Regions from separate parts of the Pan troglodytes genome. Here region 1 is linked to region 2. A link is a contact called in public Hi-C data. All regions are on one chromosome and are shown on one strand. The core of a region is the stretch at or near the end of the contact, and the rest is flanking DNA. Distances in the headings are between cores, read along the strand shown.

Region 1 (5,375 bases), core at 269-2,768, 180 kb before region 2:
AATACCAATCCCTTGCCCCTCCACCCAGTCACTGTCTTCCCCTTCAAACGTGATGCTCCCAGCTCTTCTACTCTAGTGTAAACCATACTCCCATGCAGCTAATAATAATTTCCTCCAGAAACCCTTTCTTCAGACCATCTGGCACACTGACATGGTTCAGTTACAGGCAAAAAGCCATATGCTGGGCTGAAATCTGGGCCTCAAACCTTCTAGCATCTACTAAGAAGCACTGTGCCAGCAGGGCATCCTGTTAACTGCCCTCAGTTTCCCTTCTCGTGTTTCAGGCATGTTTTGGGGGATGTATGTGTATTAATCCCCTCTTTATTTTTATTTTTTGACACAGTGTCTCACTCTATCAGCCAGGCTGGAGTGTGGTGGCATGATCACCGCTCACTACAGCCTTGAACTCCTTGGCTCAGGTGATCCTCCCACCTCAGCCTCCCAAGTAGCTACGACTACAAATGCGTGCCACCACACCGGGTAATTTTTTTGGATTTTTTGTAGAGACGAGGTTTCACCATATTGCCCAGGCTGTATCCCCTCTTTAGACTCATGCACTCTCTGTGGAGCAGGAACTACACTACTCTAAGTGATTCTGATTCTCCTCTCAAATCCCATCGGTCACCCCAACAAAAGCACTCACTACAATTCTTTCCCATAAGGAGAAATAATTATCCCCCAGGTTATTCAGGCATTTGCCTATCTATCCTCCAAGGATCCCAAAATTTCCAACTTTTCCCAAAAATTAAATGCCAGGAACATGGAAAATCAACAACTACCTGGGTCAGCTTCAGGATGCTCCTGGCTCTCTGGCCGACAATACTTTCCGAATGCCTCCTCCTTGGGAATGTCAGGATAGAGATAGACCAGTGGAGACACCAGGATATTGGTAGCATCCATGATCTTATAGCCCATGATGATTTCAGCAAATGACATGTTGTTCAGCTGCTGCTTTGTGTATGGTTCCACGGACTGGATCTGGGTCTTACCTGTCACAGGACATGGGAAGGAAAGATCATGGAACCTACAGCTAAGTCATCTCAGAGAAAACTGCCCATTTTTTCTTTCCTCGAAGGGGAAAAGACTTAAGCCACCCTAGTGTTGAGACCCTGAACACCCTGTTCAGTGGCCTGGCACTGTGGAAATATTCAGGCTGGCTTCTAATTAAGAAGAGGCTACTAGTTGGGTCATAGAAAATAAACTTGAATATAACTACTTGCGTTAAGATATATTAACAGGGTTAAGTAGAAAAAGAGATGAAGAATACAATTTAAATTGCAAAATTCTCAACAAATAGTCACTGGAGCAAGCAAAACAAAGCAAACCAATCCTTCAGCTGGAAGGATTTAGAAGTCACCCAAATGTGTTTTGCGAGTCTGAGTGAAACAGGGAGTTGAGGCCATCTCCACCCACCAGGGGGCAGTAGGTGCTTGCAACTAGAAGCAGTGATGAGTCCTCAGCAGCCACCAGCAGGTGGGGTGGGTGGGAGCCTCCCTTACCGCTGATGTCCTTCTCCACCCAAGTGAAAGTGACGCCTCCTTCTTTGCTGCTTTCACTGAATCTTAGCAGGAAGGTGCCTGGAGGCTTAGTGCTCAAGATGGCCCGCTCCCGCTCCTTACTGATAAAGCCCATGATGTACCTGGAGCCAAGGAGGAGGAACAGTGTTGTTACTGCTAACAGGGCATCCATCCCCTGCCACTGGCTTGCTGAGAGCAGGGGACTTGGTTACATCTGTGCACACTCTGTCCAACCTACCCTTCGTTCCAAAGGGCCAGGATGTACTTTTTCACAAGGTCAATGATATTGTCCAGCCAGACCCAGAAGGAGAAGCCCTTGCCAGCCATGTTTTCCTGGAGAAAAGAGTAATGGGAAAGCCAAGTCTACTGCCATCCCAGCCCTTCCCTTCCTAGGGGTGCAGTGCATCACCCAAATCCTCAGGCCCGTCTACCTTCAGGCAGGTCCTACTGGCCGCTGGACCAAGAGTTCAGGGCCTTCAAGCCAGAGCCCTCAACGACAGCCGTGCAGGTGAGCATTCCCATTCCCACGAGAATTTAACAAGATTGCTTACTTTGCAAAATTTAGCCCATGTGATCTGACACCCTGAATAATTCACACCAGGTCCTGAAGGAAAAGAAAAAGAGTCAAGTAGTGCATTTTCAGCTTGGGGTCAAGAGGTTATTTCTTAAAACAGAACACACACACATTCATCCCACAATGGGCCACAAAATAATCAGCTTTCACATCTGTGAAGGTAGGCACTGTTGTGTGTGTGCACATGAGGACAAACACTATCCCATCATTTGACTCACTTGTGTTGCTGGGTAGCCCAGCAGGGATGGAGGGTGATGTAACAAGTCCCCCTGCTCTTCCCAACCTCGGGTGGCAGGCTGGGAAGAACAGCAGCACTCACTAACAAGCTGACATCGGGTGTCAGAGAGGTGTATTTGGTGGCAACAGCTTTATTAGAACAAAGCTACTTCTAGCCCAGGTGGCACATAAAATATTCCACTAATTCTTTTTTAAAAACTAGCCTACGCTGGGCACAGTGGCTCAAGCCTGTAATCCCAGCACTTTAGGAGGCCGAGGTGGGCGGATCACGAGGTGAAGAGACGGAGACTATCCTGGCCAACATGGTAAAACCCCGTCTCTACTAAAAATACAAAAATTAGCTGGGCGTGGTGGTGGGCACCTGTAGTCTCAGCTACTCGGGAGGCCGAGGCAGGAGAATCACTTGAACCCAGAAGGCGGAGGTTGCAGTGAGCCGAGATCACACTACTGCACTCCAGCCTGGGCAACAGAGCAAGACTCGTCTCAAAAAAATAAATAAATAAATAAAATAAAACAAAAAAAACCAACTAGCCTATAGTTTATTTAAAAAATGGACAGGGAATGTCAAGCCTTTAGTGCCACCTTCCAACACACACTTAAAAGATCTTCTAAAGTTAGATAGAGTGGGTGAATGAGACAGCAACCAGGAGAAAAGAAATCTACCTCCCACCTCAAAAATGATCACCTCGACTGAAAACTGCAAACTGTCTCTGCACCCCAACTCCCCAACTCCCCTGTTTCCTGGCACCAGCACAGCGCCTTGCTCAGGAAAGAAACATGGCCTAATGCTCAGTAGACATGGCCCAAATGAACAGCCCTATGGGCCGGATCCCTTTTCTGGGCGGGTGGGCAGGAGGGAAAAGGGGTGAAATGCGGACCCAAGAGTTTCTCTGCCAGTGTAGTCAGCTGCTCGATGCTCAGTCCTCGCTTGGTGGTGGAGGAGAACTGCCAGCTCAGGACCTCGGCCACTTGATCCCAGGTTCCAATTGGGGGCTTGGTAAAAAAGTTTACGTTCTATTGGAAAGAACACATTTGCTTGTTTAGATGAGGGATGGTGCTCATTGTCTATACTAGGTACCCCTAAGTCGCAAGAGATCCCGGGGCACCAACTAAAAGGAGGGGGCACTAACCTTGGGATTGTTGGTCAGCATGTTGTACCACAGGATGGACGCCCAGGCATTTGGCATCTGACAGATGTTGGAGATCACCACAACTGGCAAGGAGTGGGTCTGCGGAGGAAGTGGGGACTGAGCTGGGGAGGCAGAGGGGCTCTCACAGCCTTGGAAATCTCTTCACCCGCATCTCACGGGGCTCAGAATGAAAGGACATGCCATAAACCACACCTGCTGCCAACTCTAGGCGAGGAGTGTGAGTGAGTCAGCTCAGTGAGCACTCATAGTGGAAAGAATGCCCAGCGTGGCCACACAACTCAGGCTGCAGTCGGAATACACCGGTCCCTTGTAAAACCTGACTTGCTCAAAGCTTGACTCACAGTCCACAGATTCCCCATTTTTAAGACCTTGGAGGCATTCTCCAAGACTTGAAGCTGTATCTTCACATGAAACAGGGAGGTCTCAGGAATCAAAGACCAGGATTCCTGCTTTTCTAGGGATATCTTAATTTAAAAATCAAGAAAGTTGGGAAAGGAGAATGTCATTGCCACAATTTTCTGTATACTAAACACACTGGCTGCTAAGACTCTTATGCCCAAACTTTATGAAGTCAGTTCTAATTTCTTTTTTTTTTTTTGAGATGGAGTCTCACTCTGTCACCCAGGCTGGAGTGCAATGGCACAATCTCAGCTCACTGCAACCTCTGCCTCCCAGGTTCAAGTGATTCTCCTGCCTCAGCCTCCCGAGTAGCTGGGATTATAGGCGTCCGCCACCACACCCAGCTAATTTTTGTATTTTTAGTAGAGACGGGGTTTCGTCATGTTGGCCAGGCTGGTCTCGAACTCCTGACCTCGTGATCCACCCGCCTCAGCCTCCCAAAGTGCTGGGATTACAGGCGTGAGCCACCACGCCCGGCCAATCAATTTCTAAATAGAGATTTTCATATCAAGTTTGCTGAAAGCTGAATATACACACATCTTCTAAGCACTCAAGCAAGACTTTATTGCCAGATGGGATGCCAAGGATTTTTTTGGAGAAAAGTAAGCAAAAATAAACACAGTGTTAAGCAAACAGTAATCATTCCACCTTCTCTTGTAAAAATCCCAGTGGAAGTTTTTGTCCTGAGTCACCCCTGTACGTAGCCTCTCACCGATTCTGCTGCAGAACTTACCTCTAGGTCAATCTTGAGGCCTTGGTGATACACCTCGGTCTCAAAGGTGATCAGGTGCAGCTCCTCAGTCACAATCAGGGAAGCCTACAGTAACAAGAAGGACACTCTTAGGCCAGGTGTGGTGGCTCATGCCTGTAATCCCAGCACTTTGGGAGGCCAAGGCAGGAGGATTGCCTGAGCCCAGGAGTTCGAGACCAGTCTAAGCAGCACAGCAAAACTCCATCTCTGCAAAAAATACAAAAATTAGCTGGGTGTGGTGGTGCACACCTATAGCCCCAGCTACTCGAGAGGCTGAGGTGGGAGGATGGCTTGAGCCTAGGAGATGGAGGCTGCAGCGAGCTATGATTGTGCCACTGCACTCTAGCTGGGGTGACAGAGTGAGACCCTGTCTTAAAAAAAATTAAATAAAAAAAAATTAAAAGGCTGAGCGTGATGGCTCACACCTACAATCCCAGCACTTTGGGAGGCCAAGGCAGGTGGATCACATGGTCAGGAGTTCAAGACCAGCCTGGCCAATAATTTGGTGAAACCCCGTTTCTACTAAGAATACAAAAATTAGCTGGGCGTGGTAGTGGGTGCCTGTAGTCCCAGCTACTCAGGAGGCTGAGGCAGGAGAATCGCTTGAACCCAGGAGGCAGAGGATGCAGTGAGCTGAGATCACGCCACTGCACTCCAGCCTGGGTGACAGAGTGAGACTCTGTCTCAATCAATCAGTCAATCAATAAAAAAGAGAAGGACGCTTTTCCTCAGAGAGAATGGCATTC
Region 2 (5,262 bases), core at 141-2,640:
CTCATGAGTAGCTAGGATTATGGGCATGCACCACTACGCCTGGCTAATTTTTGTTTTGTTTTTTTTTTTTTGAGATAGAGTCTTGCCCTGTCGCCCAGGCTAGAGTGCAGTGGCACGATCTTGGCTCACTACAACCTCCGCCTCCCCAGTTCAAGCAATTCTCCTGCCTCAGCTTCCTGAGTAGCTGGGATTACAGGCACCCACCACCTCCCCCGGCTAATTTTTGTATTTTTAGTAGAGACAGGGTCTCACCATGTTGGCCAGGCTGGTCTTGAACTCCTGACCTCGTTATCCACCTGCCTCAGGCTCCCAAAGTGCTGGGATTACAGGTGTGAGCCACTGTGCCTGGACTAATTTTTGGATTTTTAGGAGAGACGGGGTTTCACCATGTTGGCCGGGCTGGTCTCGAACTCCTGACCTTGTGATCCGCCCGCTGTGGCCTCCCAAAGTGCTGGGATTACAGGTGTGAGCCACCGTGCCCAGCTGACTATCACTCTTTTTTATGGTTGCCTAGAATTCCATAGAATATTCCACTGGACATGCCAAAGTCATTATCTCTTTGATGGATGTGTTGGTTGTTCCCAATTCTTTGCTATCACAAACAGCAATTCAGGGAACATCCTTTTTCATATGTCTTTTTTTTATTTTTCTTGAGACAGAGTCTCGCTGTGTTGCCCAAGATGGAGTGCAGTGGTACGATCTCAGCTCACTGCAACCATCACCTCCCGGGTTTCAGCAATTGTCCTGCTTCAGCCTCCAGAGTAGCTGGGATTACAGGCGCCCACCTCTACGCCCAACTAATTTTTGTATTTTTAGTAGAGACGGGGTTTCGCCATGTTGGCCAGGCTGATCACGAACTTTTGACCTCAGGTGATCTGCCTGACTCGGCCTTCCAAAATGCTAGGATTACAGGCATGAGCCACCGCGCCCAGCCCCTTATCCATATACCTTGCCAAAGTTTTGCAAGCCTAGATGTTCCAGCAGTGGGATTGCTGAATCTCAAAGGGTTCATGCATTTAAAATTTTGATAAACCCTTCACAATGATTATACAATTTGTACTTGGGAATATATTTTTAAAATACAGATTTATTGGGCCCCACCCCAGAACTACTAAATTTACAATTTCTGGGAGTAGTATATGAGAATTTCTATTTAAAATGCAGCTTTTGGGGTAATTCTAATGCAACTAGTTCTCTGACCAGCATGTTAAGGACCACTGCTAGAGTAGGAGGGAGGATTTGTGCAAATAATTAGATCTGAGCTGGGCATTAAACTGTGACGAGAGCTGTGGCAAAAAATGGCACACCAGGAGGTGGAGCTGAGGATGAGGAGCGCAGGGCAGCTGCGCAGGCCTCCTGCACACTACTCATGCTGCTGCCCGAAGGCCAGGTTGCAGGAGAGCTGCCCTTGAGCTCTTGCCTTGTTTGGCCCCCTGGACAGAAACCATATGAAGTGATTCTGGGGGCTGCTGTTTAAATTCCTTTTCACGCTGTGGCAGGTTAGCACTAATTGGGATCTGTGAGACTTAACTCATTTCTGCCTGGTTTTTTTTCCCAGAGTCTTTTTTGCTTTGGGTTTGGAAAAACTCAAGTTTTTTCAAATCAAGTTGACTTTAAAATCTACTTTTGGAGACCCTACAAAAGACTGTGCTTGTGAACTCAGAAGAAGCAAATGCCCCGTCAGCGTCTGCCCACGTGCCTGTGGAAGAATTGTTCTAACATTCCAGAGCTCTCTGCTGAAGAAAAGGAGCCCCATCTCATCTTTTTAAGCTCAGCATTCTCTAGCCACAAGTGAATGTACATTAAGCTTTTTTTTCCTTCTCTGACCTTGGAAGCTCTTTGTTCCTGGGCAGAGACATGGTACATTTCTGGAAGAAGTTGCTGGAATTCTTGGGCTCCTGTTAAAAGCTTATCAGACTAGGGTACAATCACAATGTCACTTGGCCCCCCTTCCTCTTAGAAAGTCTAATCGTTAGGGCCAGAAAAGCTTAGGCCCTTGCAGCCTTTACTTGTTGTGAGAATCTGTTCGTATTAAGGTTTTCATTCAAGCAGGATTCTCAATTAGTGTTGACCCAGGTGAGGCTGGTGCCTCTTGGCACAGCAGACAGAACTGCATATTTCCTCTGAAGCAGGGTAAGGTGGTAATTGTAGGTTGGGCTGGGGCTGGGGAGGCGGTGGTTGGGGTGGATCAGTTGTTTGATTTTACTTAGCCGTTCAGTCAGTGGGTTTTGTTTTTGTTGTTAAACATATGCTTTTCTGAGGTTTGTGTTACTAACCATCGCCCTTCCCACCTCACAGAATGTCATGTTAAAGCCCAGGCAAATTCTACTCTTTCTGTTCATCTGTGTAGGGAACTCTCAACTTTGGTGGGATCAGGGTGGGCAACGGACCGACAGAGGAGGATGCTGAGATTATTCAGCATGACCAGCTCTCCACCCACTCAGAGGACGCAGACGAGGTAAGATCCCGTGGTGTGGGCTTTCTCTCCTTCCACCTCGGGTCAGCCCTAGTCTTGTGTACCTAAGAGACCTCACTCCAGTCTTCTCCTTGAAAAATAAAAATACTAATTAATATTCAGCCTGCCTTCTGGACCTCTTAGGGCACCACAGCTTTTTCCAGTGGGCCCTGCCCTAAGCTCCAGCTGTTGCCCCCAGAGCCCGCAGCAGTTTTGCTCCTGTCTTGAATTCCAGATTTTGCCTGCAGTGCTCTGCACGCAGGTCTCCATTACTGACTGCTCTCTCACCTGAGGCAGAGCAGGCCTCAGCATCCCAGCTCTTATGACCTGAAACACAGGTCACTAAGCACAGTTTCTTCATCCATTGACCCTTCCAAGGATCGTTCCAATTACATTACTGACCAGCTATAATCACTGGTACTTTTGAAGTCCTACACCACTGATGTGTTCTTGCTGCAGATATTTTGTTTGAGCTTTTTTGGTGTCATTTGCCTACTTTTTACAGGGAGAGAGAGAATTAGGCCAAACTAGACTTTTCCTTAAGATACCACCTCCAAGCCCACTCTCCTTGCCTGACCCCTTGTAGCACAAAGCCTCTGAACTGAACTATTAAATCTCATCTACTCATTATGTTCTTTTTAAAGCAAATAAAATAGGAGTTGAGGACTCAAGTTGGACTTTTCAGTCTGTCTGACCACTTTCACTATATATGATTTTTTAAAAAAGAAATCACAAGGGTTGTGGATGCCTTTAAAAAATATGTATCTTAATGCTCTAAATTCCTGCTGATTTCGCTTTGTGTATATGCTGAGGAGGCCTGCCTCCAATGTGCTAGCCCATTTAACATGAACAGTCCTCCCCAAGAAGCATTCAGTAGCCTTGTGCTCCTAACTTGTGACCTTGTGTGTGGCGTGGCTCCCCACTAAGTGTAAATTTGTGTTTTCAAGCCTTCCGAGGACGAAGTGGTAAGATGAAAGCTGGCGTTGCCTTCATGTTTATCCGGGCCTCTCTCTTCCCATCCTTGTGATCACTCTGCTGACCCTGCCACACCCTGGGGCCATACACATGACTCCTGTGCCTCTGCATCTCACTGGCCATTTCAAACCAGTTCGTGAGCCTGTGTTCTAAAAAGCTCATCTCCATTAACTGCATCTCATGTCGGTCACCTCTGTCTTTGTTTCATTGACTTTGCTGATTTAACACCTCTGAGAATGGCTTTGAAAGGAGCTACAAGTAATGTCTTCACTGGCATTCTTGAAGTGACTCCTCTTGGGGGTTAAGTCCCATTGGCCTCTGCCTTCCTCTCCTGTGATGTTGTGGTTGATCTACTCCCAGCCACCGGGAGTAGCCGTTTCCTCCCTGCTCCTCCTAGTGCTTGTGAGCAAACCTTACCCTTCCTCCCTGTCTGAGCCGGCCTCTTCCTGCTGCCCTCCTCAGCTTGATGATGCTTCAACTTAGAAGTGGTGGACCCTTCTCGGGGTCAGCTCTACCTCCATGTGACCCAGGTGAGAGGGAGACAGCTTTCAAAAGGAGGCTTTGCCTTCCAGATGCATCCCAAAGGAAATAATCCATCTGTGTGAAAGGAGTTCATATTATATCAGCCACATAGAGAATAACGGAGACTGGAAAGCAAGTTGGCTAACTGTTCAGGCCACATCTTGAGTAGAAGGCCCTCTGGCTCAGCAGTAATTCACTTAGCAACATACACTCTTTAAACTGGGTTTTTAAAACACCTTGCTGCACTGTTTGCATCTTCCCCCAGCACTTCTCTCTAAAATGCCTAGACCCACAAACCATACCCTTCCCTTCCTGACTCTCGGTCCTCTCTAGGAGGGCAGTGGGATGGGAATGGGAAAGCCTTTGCTGTTCTGTGTAAACACAGGTAGGGCCTGCTCTTCCTGAAGCCTAGAGAGGCTCCTTTGCTGGCATCAAAGAGTGTCTGTGTTCCTGGACTGCTCATCTATGCAGTCCCTGGCTGAGCTACCTGGCAGGGATGGGTGGGGCGTGCTCCATGTTAATGAGGAGCCCAACCCTTTCCCTGGCTCACTACCTCCAACAACACTGCTTTTTAAATGTTTTCCTAGCCGAGCACCCACATTGTCAGAGTGGTCTGACCAACTGTTGTGTACCAGCGTTCTCGTTTGTAGCCATGTCCCAGGAGGTTGGACATCCAACAAGATAGACTCTAATTCAGCCTCCCCAGTCTCTGGCCACCCAGCTCACTCAGGGATTCAGCTACCCTTGGCTACCCAAGTAGTCTAAACATTTTATCTTTATCAGGCACATATACAGTCTGGTTCTCTGCAGCCAAATTTAGATACCCATGACATTTATCTAATGATTTCAAACCAAACAGGTTCCTAAAAAAACGTTCAGCCTACTTCTAGAACTTCCCCATTTTGCTTGGCTGTGAAAATGTATTTGTCCCATGCAGGCCCTTGCTCCAGCCCAGTGGAAGCATTAGTACCTCTTCCTAGCGGGGACTCAGTCCAGCTACACACCAGAGCCAGGCCAGTGGTTGTCTGGGAAATCTTCAAAGGCCGTGACCACTCAGCAAGGGTCAGTGGCACCTCTCCCCACTGTCTCCTCACCAGGTGCATTCATCCCATCCATCCATGCATTCACTCACCCTCCGTGTGTCCAGCACTATGTATAGTGCTGCAGAAACAAGAAGAATATAGTGCTTGCCTTCAAAGACCTCCCAAAGTGGGGAGATAGTCTGGATGACAGGTGCTGTAATAGAAGTGTGCCCAGGATGCTATGGGAGCACAGAAAGAGGGCAACTGACGAACACTGGGGTGAGAGTG

What was found. A called contact is a pair of places that touch in the nucleus more often than the background predicts.
Region 1: a Hi-C map of stem cell-derived neural progenitor cells shows a contact between it and region 2, with 2.8 times the contacts expected there. The contact joins two enhancer-like sites. A contact is called at or near these places in 2 of 7 Hi-C or Micro-C datasets (a lymphoblastoid cell line and stem cell-derived neural progenitor cells).

The regions. Positions count from the first base shown.
Region 1 is chr19:25,818,089-25,823,463 of NHGRI_mPanTro3-v2.0_pri, reverse strand. STAT3 (signal transducer and activator of transcription 3) reads right to left here. Exons shown (of 24, transcript XM_001165480.8): 15 at 4,612-4,695; 16 at 3,459-3,557; 17 at 3,207-3,342; 18 at 2,069-2,121; 19 at 1,756-1,850; 20 at 1,500-1,639; 21 at 777-989. Among named protein-coding and RNA genes, the nearest start is that of STAT5A, 36 kb to the left of the region's middle. Within about 2 kb of position 1,518, at least 3 of the 24 cell types and tissues checked have an H3K27ac peak or open chromatin away from gene starts, as enhancers often do. A contact at or near this core is called in stem cell-derived neural progenitor cells, where this site is marked.
Region 2 is chr19:25,633,674-25,638,935 of NHGRI_mPanTro3-v2.0_pri, reverse strand. All of the region lies in intron 17 of ATP6V0A1 (ATPase H+ transporting V0 subunit a1), which reads left to right. Among named protein-coding and RNA genes, the nearest start is that of NAGLU, 28 kb to the right of the region's middle. Within about 2 kb of position 1,390, at least 3 of the 24 cell types and tissues checked have an H3K27ac peak or open chromatin away from gene starts, as enhancers often do. A contact at or near this core is called in stem cell-derived neural progenitor cells, where this site is marked.